Regions from separate parts of the Zea mays genome. Here all the other regions are linked to region 2. A link is a contact called in public Hi-C data. All regions are on one chromosome and are shown on one strand. Each heading gives the region's core, a stretch centred on a gene start, on an enhancer-like site or on the middle of the called end of the contact. The rest is flanking DNA. Distances are from core to core; before and after follow the strand shown. Region 1 holds the start of LOC100216610. Region 2 holds the start of LOC100284791 (ABC-type transport system involved in resistance to organic solvents, periplasmic component). Region 3 holds the start of LOC100286180 (ring zinc finger protein).

What was found. Hi-C and Micro-C count contacts between places; a contact is called where the count stands out from the background.
Region 1: a Hi-C map of seedling shows a contact between it and region 2, with 4 times the contacts expected there. The contact joins the promoter of LOC100216610 here to the promoter of LOC100284791 in region 2. A contact is called at or near these places in 3 of 25 Hi-C or Micro-C datasets (ear, seedling and tassel).
Region 3: a contact with region 2 is called in a Hi-C map of root tip, with 6 times the contacts expected there. The contact joins the promoter of LOC100286180 here to the promoter of LOC100284791 in region 2. A contact is called at or near these places in 4 of 25 Hi-C or Micro-C datasets (ear, endosperm, root tip and 1 more).

What each region holds. Positions count from the first base shown.
Region 1 is chr3:146,421,293-146,425,168 of Zm-B73-REFERENCE-NAM-5.0, forward strand. LOC100216610 reads left to right here and starts at 2,312. Exons shown (of 6, transcript NM_001143023.1): 1 at 2,312-2,510; 2 at 3,041-3,106; 3 at 3,556-3,702. The coding sequence starts at 2,315.
Region 2 is chr3:146,161,367-146,165,402 of Zm-B73-REFERENCE-NAM-5.0, forward strand. LOC100284791 (ABC-type transport system involved in resistance to organic solvents, periplasmic component) reads right to left here and starts at 2,141. Exons shown (of 6, transcript NM_001157686.2): 1 at 1,902-2,141; 2 at 1,323-1,825; 3 at 822-1,151. The coding sequence starts at 1,793.
Region 3 is chr3:145,834,737-145,838,530 of Zm-B73-REFERENCE-NAM-5.0, forward strand. It overlaps LOC100286180 (ring zinc finger protein), which reads right to left and starts at 2,281. Exons shown (of 4, transcript NM_001159068.2): 1 at 1,997-2,281; 2 at 1,791-1,934; 3 at 1,594-1,715; 4 at 277-1,530. The coding sequence starts at 2,167. The coding sequence ends at 708. It overlaps LOC103652245 (pectin acetylesterase 5), which reads left to right. Exons shown (of 11, transcript NM_001414178.1): 11 at 1-202.

The DNA.
Region 1 (3,876 bases), core at 1,062-3,561, 260 kb after region 2:
ATATTAATATAGTATTCTAACTTTATGGTTATATGATGTTTGACCATTAGTCTTGCAAACACACACTTACCTTTTTGTTTAAGCAAAAGCGTATGGTGGTACGTGTCCGATGACTAACGATGTACGAGAGAATTTCTTCCGGTAAGTGTGAAACGTGCTCTCCAATAATGAGACCATACAAATCGTGATATATATCAAAGTCTGCATGATACTAATGGTTGCAATGTAGTGGTGAAACAGATAGATTATAAATAACAAAATTTATGTATGGCCAGAATCACAAATTGATTATGAAACATTTTCTCATAACGGTATAACACATATTTTGTATATAAGTTATCGTAGTATACTGGTATTATATATTCCTGTTCCAACGCACGTGCATTCAACTATCATGTATAGAAGTCTGCACGGTACTGTTGGTTGCAATGTAGTGATGAAATAGTTAGATTGAAATAACAAAATTTATGTATGGCTAAGATCACAAATTAATTACGAAACATTTTCACATAACAGTATAACACACATTTGTTCATAAGTTATCATGATATTAAATGTTTCCGTTGCAACGCACGGGCACCCACCTATATGTGTTTATGTCTACATCATGAAACACATCTACTACATCTCTCTCCAAGCTCACTTACTACCATTGCACAATGCGTAGTAGTAGATAAGTATCACCGATATTCTTGAATTATATTTTTGGATGGAGGTAATATTATTTAAAGAAGAGCTTTGCATGCTATTTCTTTTGTTTGAATAATGCATTATACTTAAATTCCATTTTTTGCATGTGTGAAATTTTTTCTTCGTAATATTTTTTTTCCATGGATCATACTTGTGAGTCATTTTCATAAACCAACGCCAAGCATGAATCCATGTTTCCTACTTCAAACCCCGAACAAACTCCATGAGCAAGAGGCACTCGCGTTGTCGTCGCTCATCGATGACGAGAAGAAGCTTGACGACTGTCAGTTCGACCTCTAAAAGCAGTCTTACGTGGTCGCATGCGCCGCTGTGTACGACAAGCTCCCGCGAAGCCGCCGCTTGGACGCGGTCCAGAGCAGCTGCACCGCGCTATCCATCGTTAAGCAGGGGGGCCTTATGGTTGTCGCCAACGTCGACGACTCTCGGGTTGTTCTGGACACCACATCCGACGACGACGCCATCAAGCCGTCCAGCTCATCGTCCACCTGAAGCCCAACCTGCCACGTAAGTCGCTACTGACCGGACATGAATTCTTGTGCGCTGGGACGATGGACGTTGCTGACGTTGTGTGAGTGTCCTCGAACATGATGTATGTAGTGGAATAGCGCATCCGGTGATGCAACGACCAGGGGTACTACCTCGCTGATGAGCCCGGGGTGCACTTCGTTTGATAGCCCAACCAAGAGTCATCAGTACTCGTCATGTCGCGTGCGTTCGACGACTACTATATCGAGGATTGTGGCGTCATCTTGGCACCAGAGGTGACACAGAGGAGGATCGACAACAGTGACCAGTTCGTCATCCTCGCCACCGTCAGGGTAGCTTTTGTGCCGGCCTGCCTTTAATTCTCTTCGCAAACACATACACACTTACCTTTTTGTTTAAGCAAGAGCATATGGTGGTGCGTGTCTGATGACTAACGATGTACGAGGGAATTTTTCCGGCATGTGTGGAACTTGCTCTCCAATGATGAGACCATACAAATCGTGGTATATATCGAAGTCTGCATGATACTGATGGTTGCAATGTAGTGGTGAAATAACTAGATTAAAATAACAAAATTTATGTATGGCTAGGATCACAAATTGATTATGAAACATTTTCTCATAACAATATAACACATATTTTGTATATAAGTTATCGTAGTATACTGGTATTATATATTCTCGTTGCAACGCACGGGCATCTAGCTAGTGTAAGGATTAAGGTCTAGTGGATCCCTTCAAAAGGCCAACAAACATGGTGTCCAAGTTTTTGTCATGGAGAATAATTGTGCCTTATGTAAGGTCAAGTCATCGTAAAATTAGTCAAGAACTTAATAGTTGTTTTGATGAGGTCAATATAAGAATTGATTTCTTACATTTGAAAAAATAAAAAAAATAAAAGGAGTGCTACGGATTAAATGTGCGTGCCCGTAACCAACTACAAGCTCTCAAGGCTTTCCTTCATGTTTCACATTTTGGCCCATTTAGGCGCCATGCCCAGCCCAATCCAAGAAACAACGGAACGAGGTTGGATGATGACGTGGTTTTCTCCTTTTTCCCCACCAAAAGAAATTTGAAATCCAGTCAGTCCAGGTTTCCCCAGCCCCTCCGCTTCTCCAATGTCTACCGCCGTCCACGCTGCAGCCATGGCGGAGGACGCCGCCGCCGATCTGCGCCGGAGGATGAAGGACAAGCGAGCCGCCATCGAGCGCCGGATCACCGACTCCCGGGACCGCGCCGCCGCCGCCTCCTCCGCCTTCAGCGCCGCCCTCCTCGAGGCGCGCTCCATCGCCAACCAGACCGTCTCCAACCGAGGCATATCAAACTCTTGGCCCCCTACTTCTACTACTCGCCTCTTTTTTCCCCCTTCGGCTTTGGCTTCGCCCTCCTCTCCAATCTTTGGTTTAGTTAGCATAATGGATCAGCCAGGTCCGGTAGGGTTAGTGTTTCCGTGGGAAGCCAGCATCCAATCCACCACCGAGGCTCCTAAAACTAGTCAACCAGGCAGCTCGATTCTGCCTGGCACAGCCCCGCCTACTATGTTGGCCTTGTGCTGAGATCTCACTCAGTGGCAGATCCAAGTAGGCAAGTAATCAAGCACCTGCCTAGTACTAGTACTCATTTCTTGATAAAGGTGTTCTCTCGAGGTGGCCGTCGCTCAATTCATCTACCACTCATCAATTTGGCAAACAGCTTTGGCCGTTGCCTTTTAGTACAACATTTGCCATTAGCATCTTATCTATATGCTTGTTTAAGCTCATTATTATTTGCAAAATTACTTTACTCATCTCTCTCTCTCTCTCTCTCTCTCTCTGTGTGTGTGTGTGTGTGTTTTGGATTGGCAGCAAAACTCAGCGAACAAAAACAACACCTCAGGAAATTAGAATCAGATCTAGCACAGGCCCTCTCCGGTGAGCACAACTGCACAAGCATTTCCTCATTTCCATGTGCTTTTCAATCTTCTCCATTTATTATATAATTATAGTGAAATATATTATCATTCTTCTAACGGTATGCTGCATTGGATAACTATTTCTACCATTGTCTATCTCCATTTCATTTTGTTTGTCTTATACATGCTAACGGTATTCTGCTTGTGCCAATTTTCTGTTATTTCTAGGAACAATTAGATATATACCATTAAAAGATCCAAACTTTAGATATATACCATGGACCCCACATGTCATTGACTCATGTGGACCCACATGTAAGTGAGATAGTAATGGTATGGATCCAAAGTGGTGATCTTTTAATGGTATGGATCCAAATTTCCCTTATTTCTATTGCTTGGTTGTTGGTTCCATACTACCATCCTGGTTTCTTTGTCAACCTCAGCTCATGGAAGGTTTCTCCCCTGCAGTCCAAGCAAGCAGAAGGTCAAAACACAAGTTCATGACTGAGTCGATTTCAAACACCACTGCAACAAATGAACATCTTAGACACTTGGCTATGGACCGTAGGTCTACAAGAGATGAATGCATGAATGCCATATCAAATCAACTAAAAGGTAGATGTAATTACTGATTATACCGTACCGTTTGTGGTATTCAGTTTTCATGATATATTTCTTTTTTCCAATCCACGTGTTTGGATACTTGCATATTCTTCAACACTGTATGTCGCAGTGTGATTGTTAGACAATTAGCAGTGGTTTATGCAGATTCTGAAATTACAAAAGCGC
Region 2 (4,036 bases), core at 891-3,390:
GTAGCTTCCAACACAATTCTAGAAACAAAATTAATACACATGCTATCTGGAGGAAGAACCACACTCCACCCATTGTTTTAATTTCTAAATGCGTGCAACATAAAAGGAAGAACAACCAAACATCTTGCTCCCCCCCCCCTTGCCCACAAAAGAAGAGAATAACCTAACACCACACTCCAACTAAGCAGAGGTTCCCTCCCTCTGACCATTACTCATAAGTAGAGCTCCAGAGGCAAGTAAACATGCCAGCAGGGGAAGGCAAGCTGCATAGTGAACTTGTTCTGCAACATTTTTAGCAGTAGACCTCAAGTCTCACTTAGGTATGAGTCATAGCTGATTGCAGAGCTAGCATGCTGGTATTTGGAATATCTAGTAATGTGCCAAGGCAAATAAGTTGAAGTGGAAATCTATTTTGATAAATAATTTAATTAGAAAATAATTTGAACATCGGCACATGGTGACGTGTTGGGAACTTAGTAACCAGGTTCTCGGATCGATGGGATCGAAGAACGGGAACGTGGTACATGGTACGCTACTAAAACTAGGTTTTAACACTACGGGAATGAGATTGTTCCCACATTCCCGGAACGAGGAACGTGGCCACGTTCCCAGTTCCCGGTTACTAAGGTCGGGAAAAGCTGTGCGGCTATGCAGAATGAGGGGTGGGCGCTTGGGAATAAAAGGCATTTGAACCCAACAACCCTGCTTACTTACTTGCAGCCGTACTGATTGAAAGAAACTGGTTCCACAGGCATTCCAGCAAGGTAAATAAATTATAAGTTTCCATAGAGTTGGAGAAAATTTTGGAAAAATGGATGTACCCGTGTAAGAAGAGGTTGTGCTTCTTCCATTATAGATGCAACTTTTTCAGCTAACTTATAGCTTTTGCTAACACCAATCTCCTCCATGTCTCTACCCAGACGGGTAAATATTCCCACCAATGCATCTAAGCTTACACCTTGCTGTCCTTTCATCCTCTCTTTGTCACAGAGAATCAAGCCTTCTTTGGTGCAGTCTGGGTCAAGTGGTCCTACTGAAGGTGCAGGCAGTGGATCCTTTGGTGTGATATCAATGAGTGTCTCCATTAGAAGACCGGACTGATTCACCTCGACCATTGAATTTCGTGGTATGATGATTTTATCATCTTCAACCTGCAGCAAAAGAAAACATAAAGAGAGAGAGAGAGAGAGGACAAATTCAGCTCGATAATAGAGGAGTTCATAGACCGAAAAACTTTAGAAACAGAAAAGGGATGTAGGTGGGATACTTGACTTGTGGTTAATGAATGAATGAACGAACTATGAGAGAAAAGTAAGGGTGACCTCGACAGTTGCATCGATGCTCCTAAGGGAGGAGTCGACGCGGACGACGGATCCGACGGTGACCCCTCGTATCCGGACGGGCGTGCCGACGCAGATGCCGCACGCCTGCGTGAACTCGAAGACGGTGTTGTACTTGCGAAAGCGGGAGCGGAGCTGGAATCCCCTGAGCCATGCGAGGGCGAGGGCGAGGAGGGCGGCCCCGGAGACCATGAAGAGGCCGACGCCGCCCTCCCAGACGCTGCGCTTGCCGAAGCCGTAGTCGCCGAGGGGCTGCAGGGTGCGGCGCCAGAGCGCGGCGAGGGGGTTGTTGTTGGAGCTGGTGTTGGCGTCCGGCGCGGGCGTGGCCGCGAGCAGCGCGGCGCGGCGGGGCTTGAGAACAGGGAATCCGGCGCGCGGATGAGGGTGTGGGCGGGGTGAGACGGAGAAGAAAGGGTGAGGGAGGAGGAGGGATTTGGCCATAGCGGACGGCATCGGAGAATTGGCTGCCCGTTCTCGGACGGTTCCTGCAAAATCAACGCAAGAGATGTTGGGAGGGAATTGGATTTGGATTTGCATGATGATAACGGGCCCTGTTATTACCCTTTGCTAATAACAAAGCGGAAGCGGTTGCATCGCCCTAGCCTCCTCAGAAGCGCGGTGGCGGAGGAAGAGGAGGAAGGAGAACAGATGGCCCAGTTGCGGTGGAGGTCCGCTGTCCCGGTGCCGAGGAAGACAGGCGAGCAAGACTGCACCTGCAGTGCACTGCACTGCACTGCACGAGCCCAACTCCCACCCCGACTGGACACAAGACCCACCCATCTCTTGTGTAGCCATGCGTATATGCGCTCTGTGCCTTCGTTTTCCTTTCTAGTACATCATCGCCGCATCTTCGATTTCCTTCTCCATTTTTTCTACACAAATTATAAAGTGATACTTCCTCCGCTACGAAACATAAGGCATGCAAGTATTTTAAATTTAAACTATATCTTCTTCAACTAACAATGGTTTTTTAAGGTGGTGCCCTCGATTTTGGTGGTGTGCTCAGTTTTACCCTCAGTGGTGTTTTTTGCTCAGTTTTGCCCTTCTGTTCTATAGCACTGGAAGGGTAAAACTGAGCAAAAAACACCACTAAGGGTAAAACTGAGCACACCACCAAAATCGAGGGCACCACCTTAAAAAACCCTTCATTTATCATTTAAAAAGTTTGTGCTATAAAAATAATTAGATAAAAAATTTCTTTTAATGATCAAGCCTTTGTTCTTAAAAATTGTATCTTTTGATACGCCCGTGGCGCCGGCAGCCTCAAATCCTCACATTTTCTCCTGGTCTTACCTTATGCCATCTAAACCATGTAACCAAAAAAAATATGATGCACATCCAGCGCCGAATCTAGCATAAAATATTATCAAAGTCATCAAAAACAGTTTTGCTATATTATATAAATTATTATGAACTTTAAAAATGTTTTGTTAATGAATTTATAAATTGTATCAGGGTCGGCTGACTCCGATAAACCCCCCTAAATTCACCTCTGTACATATATACCATCTTTTAATGGCTTCAGTGCTCCACCCAAACTTAATCCATGCAACAAAATCAGGGAAAATGACATATTTGTAGTACGGGATACAAGTAGACACAAGTCTTTATCCTGGTTCAGGAAAGAGAATGTCCTACTCCCAGCAGAGGAGGGATGAGACTTATATTGCTTGCACCTAAGTGCTTGTAGTAGGAGATACAAGCTCATCAGGAGAGGGAGAAGTTCTCAAGTCCCTGGTGATTAAGGCAAGTGCCAATAACGCTGTTGGGTTGAAAACCGGTGAAGTGTTCTCCTCCTTGAATGAAGCATTGGGCTCCTCTATTTATAACATCAAGGGGGGCTCCGGGGGTGCCATGGTTTGTCGCGTATTGGAGAGGAGACGTGTCTGAGCCTCTATAGATGGTATGGTCTTTGGTATGGCTTTTGTACTTGCTGCTGACTTGAGCCAGGAGGATGTCTGGTCCATGTATTTGCATCTTTGACTGAGCAGAGAGCCGAGGCCAGAGTCTGGGCTCGAACGCGACCCGAGCCTGTCTAATGGAGACGTTGTCTGAGTCGTAGTTGTTGACACAGTGGTAAGTAAGGTGAAAAGTGCATGGTAATCCGTTCTGTATGGCATAAAGCAGACTTGATGTCGGTCCTGTAGCCATCCCGTCGGAAAATCCTTGGAGTACTTTTTCTCTCATGATTTATAAGATCAACCTAGAAACATATTTTTCGTAGTCAATCACCTAAAACTTCGGAAAATCGTAGCTTCTTAACCGTAACTCTGATTCTAGTGGTTCTCGAATCTATGATCTCGTAAAGACGCGAAGAATATTATTGTGCAGTGTGTTCTCATGTTTGGTGTGATGTTAATTTCTCCTGTGTATATTGTTTGTTTGTATTGTTGCGAGTAGACAAGTAAGTGACCGAGGAACCCGGAGCACAGTCGGTGGAAAACTCTAAGCAGGAGCTCGCTGAAGGCAAGCTGTGCCTTTGATCACTCTTCTTTACCCATTAATATTCATGTTAATAACTGTGGCATGCTTAGGCTAATTTTATGGGACCCAATAGATTATCCTAGTTTGGTTTACCTTACACCTTGCTTACCACTGAACTTTTGGGTAGTATCGGCTATTGCTTTATGTGGTTTGGGTGTTAAGATTCACAATATTCATGATCATGCTATTTAATGTCAATGAGGTATTTACTA
Region 3 (3,794 bases), core at 1,031-3,530, 330 kb before region 2:
GGGGTCCAGTCTGAAAGCACGCGTGCCTTGCGGTCGCGTTGAATTTTGGCAACTGGGCTTCTGTTAGTATTTCTCTATTTGCTTAATCAATGATAGATAGAAAATATCTTGGTGCACTTGTCATATAGAAAATGGAACACCGCACACTTGGCCATCGCATGACCTCACCTATCACCTCTGATAGGCGATCTGGTGATACGTGACCTGTGTGATGTGGAAAGGATAGAGATGGTAATGTACTCTAAATTTTACAATATAAAATTTAAGGATCGGATTAAGATCAGACACTATACATATTTATTTTTTAACTAAAATTAATATTAAAGGCTCGTAACAATTTGTGAAGCCTAGGAAAAAGGAAACACATCCTTTACATATATCTCCATGCGCATCATATTGCATGCATTCTGAATCTGTTCATGCTCCGGCCTTTATGACGCTGAATGCTGATGTCCCAGACTCACACCTATATATACTACAACACAAAATACACAACATATCATTGACTAACAAATCCAAAATTTAGTGGCTACTAACTCTGCTCATTCCCTCCCTTGTATAAAAAAACATCTACTTGTATTGCATCGGGCACCATTAATTAGTTGTTGTAATACTCCATCTTGCTTGGGCTTGATAATCATTTGGATCCTTGATTGATCCTCAAAGAATGACTGGAGTGGATTATTGCAGGTAATGAGGCTTGGTAATCATTTGGATCCTTGTTCCTCAAAGAATGACTGGGGTAATGAGCTGTCGGCTACCCTCCCGGAGCCACGAGCAATCCTGGACAAGGACAAGGACCTGATGGCCGAGGTGAGTCCCCTGAAGCTGTTGGAGGTAGCAGTAGTCTTGCTGTTGGCCACCAGCAGCCGGGTGATGGTGGCGCGGCAGAAGGGGCAGGCGGGTGGCTGCAGTGCCAGGGTCGTCGGGTTGGGCTTGCTGTGGCAGCACAGCGCCAGCGTGCACGCGGCGCACATCTGGTGCCCGCAGTCCTGCACCTCCATGGTGCACGCCTGCTCCAGGCAGATGCCGCACAGCTGCTCGTCGTCGTCGTCAAGGCCGCCGTCGTTGTTTGTTTTGGTTGTGGTGTCCGTGATGCGCTTCTCGCGCTCCCTGTTGGCTTCCATGAGAGCCCCCTCCAGGAGCACCTTGGCCTCCGGGCTGAGCTCGCTGATGAACTTGAGCGGGGACGGCCACACCATTGGTTCCGCCGCCGCCGGGTTCAGCAGCGCGGCGCACTCTCGGTGGCTGTGCTTGAGGGCCACCGCGTAGGCGATCCTCCCCGCCGAGTCCCTGTGGAGGCGGTCAGCGCCCCAGGCGAGGAGCTCCCGGACGCAGTCCAGGTTGCCGCGGCGTGCAGCCAGGTGCAACGCCGTGCTGCCGGGGAAGCCGTAGGAGGCTGTTGGGGCGGAGACGATGGCGCCGGCGTGGAGCAGGTGGCGGACGCACTGCGGCCGCCCCTGCCTTGCCGCCAGGTGCAGCGGCGTGGCGCCGTGCTCGTCCCTCACGTTCACGAAGCGCGCGAAGCCCCTGCAAGCCAAGCATGTCATGCTTGATGCATATGGATGAGGATGTCTTGGCTGGCGGCCATACCATGAGTCGGCCACCGGCGTGGTCTTGGCGGCCGAGAGGATGGCTTGGAGGCAGTGGGCATGGCCGTAGTAGGCCGCGTGGTGGAGGCATGTCCGCGCGTGTACCGAGTCGAACATGAGGATCTGAGCCAGCAAGCCGTCGTTCGTCAGTTGATGGCCATGATGAAGAGAAATAGTAAACTGATGATGATTACGTACATTTGCTCCGGCGTCTAGCAGGCTGAGCACGCAGTCCGTCCTGCCGTGCATGGCCGCCAGCATCAACGGGGTCTGCTTCTTCCGGTTCAGCACGTCCACGTTCCCGCCGGCGCCACCGTCATCGAACAACAACATGGAGAGCACCTGCCTCTCTGCCAGCTTGAGAAACACAACAGGAAAAATAAAGGAACAAGAAGCGATCGAACCTGCAGCTGGCCATTGGCGGCGGCGATGTGGAGCAGGGACAGACGGTCGTATATGGTGGTGGCGCGGCGGGCGAGCTCCGGGTCGACGGCGAGGAGGGCGTCCAGGTCGCCGTGCTGCACCGCGCGGAACAAGTCAGCGCCGTCGCGGCTGCAGCTGAGGACGTGGCCCATCGAGGAGGGGAGGTGGGTGGTGGTTTCCGGTGGGGAAGAAGAGAGTTAAGGCTCTTCTGTCTGCTGCTTTTAAAATCAATCACAAGAAAGATGCGTGCTGCTCTTGGATCTTTCCTTCCTTCTCTTTTCCAACATGGTAGGTGATCATTTTTTTTCTATCTCTAACAATTGGAACTCAATATATAAAATGATCAATACTCTCGTATGGGATCGACAGGTACACCACAGGGTACATTAATAACCTAATTAAAAATTCGCGGTTGTTAAGCCCGTCTAGGGCCTATATAAAGATTCTATTTGGTTTAAAAAATAAACTTACTTTATACAGTGTCACTCCACTTGACACTAGGGGTGATAATATGCTCTAAATTTTTAAGGATCATATTAAGATGGGCTATGTTTCTATTTATTTTTAACTAAAATTTAATTAAGGTCCTACTATTTTGCGAAAAATAATTTGGATTGCTATACCTTACCACCTCTACGTGCACGTTTCTTTCCGCGACGCCTATTTCAATCTGTACTAAAATTAACATAAGATGTCGGTGCACCATCCTAGTTGGCGCGTTTGATGGACGCGGCTTAGCTTAAGAACCATGTTTACTCAAATCTATCATCACGCGTGTACCTCCCGCGATCGAGATATTTTCTGCGTTCCTGCTGTTTAAAAAACTATAAGCGCGGTCCTGGTCCTGTTGACAGCTCTATTTCCAGAAAATTTAGGTGCTAGTAAACTGTGACACCTAAAAGGGAGTGAATTAAGACTTCTAAAAACTATCTCCATACTATGTCACAAATAAACGTCGCGTTCACTGCATTTCGCCCGAAAGCTCGATAGTGAAGACGGTGGGGAACGACCGAGAGCAGCCGAAAGCGGAGCACCACTTGCGCGTGGAGAATGCCCGCGGCTCTCTACAGAGTTACTCGTATATGGTGTTTGGCCCTCACGTGGGCTACCCTTTGCGTATGGGCACCAAAGAGGATTAGTTAGGACCTTGCATTGTCGAGATACCTCGGTAAAAAAACGACGTCGTCTATGAGAGTTTGTTTTCTCTACTAGCTTTTTAATCTTCAATATTTACTCTCTCTACTTAAGTTGCAATCTTTACTATTCTTAGTGTTAGTGTAGGTTATATAGGATTGGAACTTAGGTTGCATAACTCTTTTTTGCGGTACAGATAGCAATACATACACAAAACCTACTTTGCATAATCTAGTTAATTTATTTACATAGGTTTTGTTCTAGAGATTTATTTGTGGCCTAGTTTAGAGATAGTTTTTAAAAGTCCTAATTCACTCACCCCTGTTAGATGTTACTGTTACTACAAGTGGTATCAAAGCCCGGTTTGGCTCATTTGGAATGTTTTACCTTCGCCACTAATAGATTCGACGCTTTTAGAGAAAGAGGATGGATACCTATAGTCCACCACACTCCGACGACATTATTTTCCCTTATTATAGTGTTAGAATGACTTGTTATCGAGAAGCAGTTGTTCTAGGTGTTTGGAGAGTCACTCGCGACAGAATGAAACCATTTAAGAATCCCGATTAACTCACCGCGAGTGACAAAAAAGAAATTCATTTGAATGCTAGAGCCAAAAATTGCTTGTATGAATCTCTTAGCATA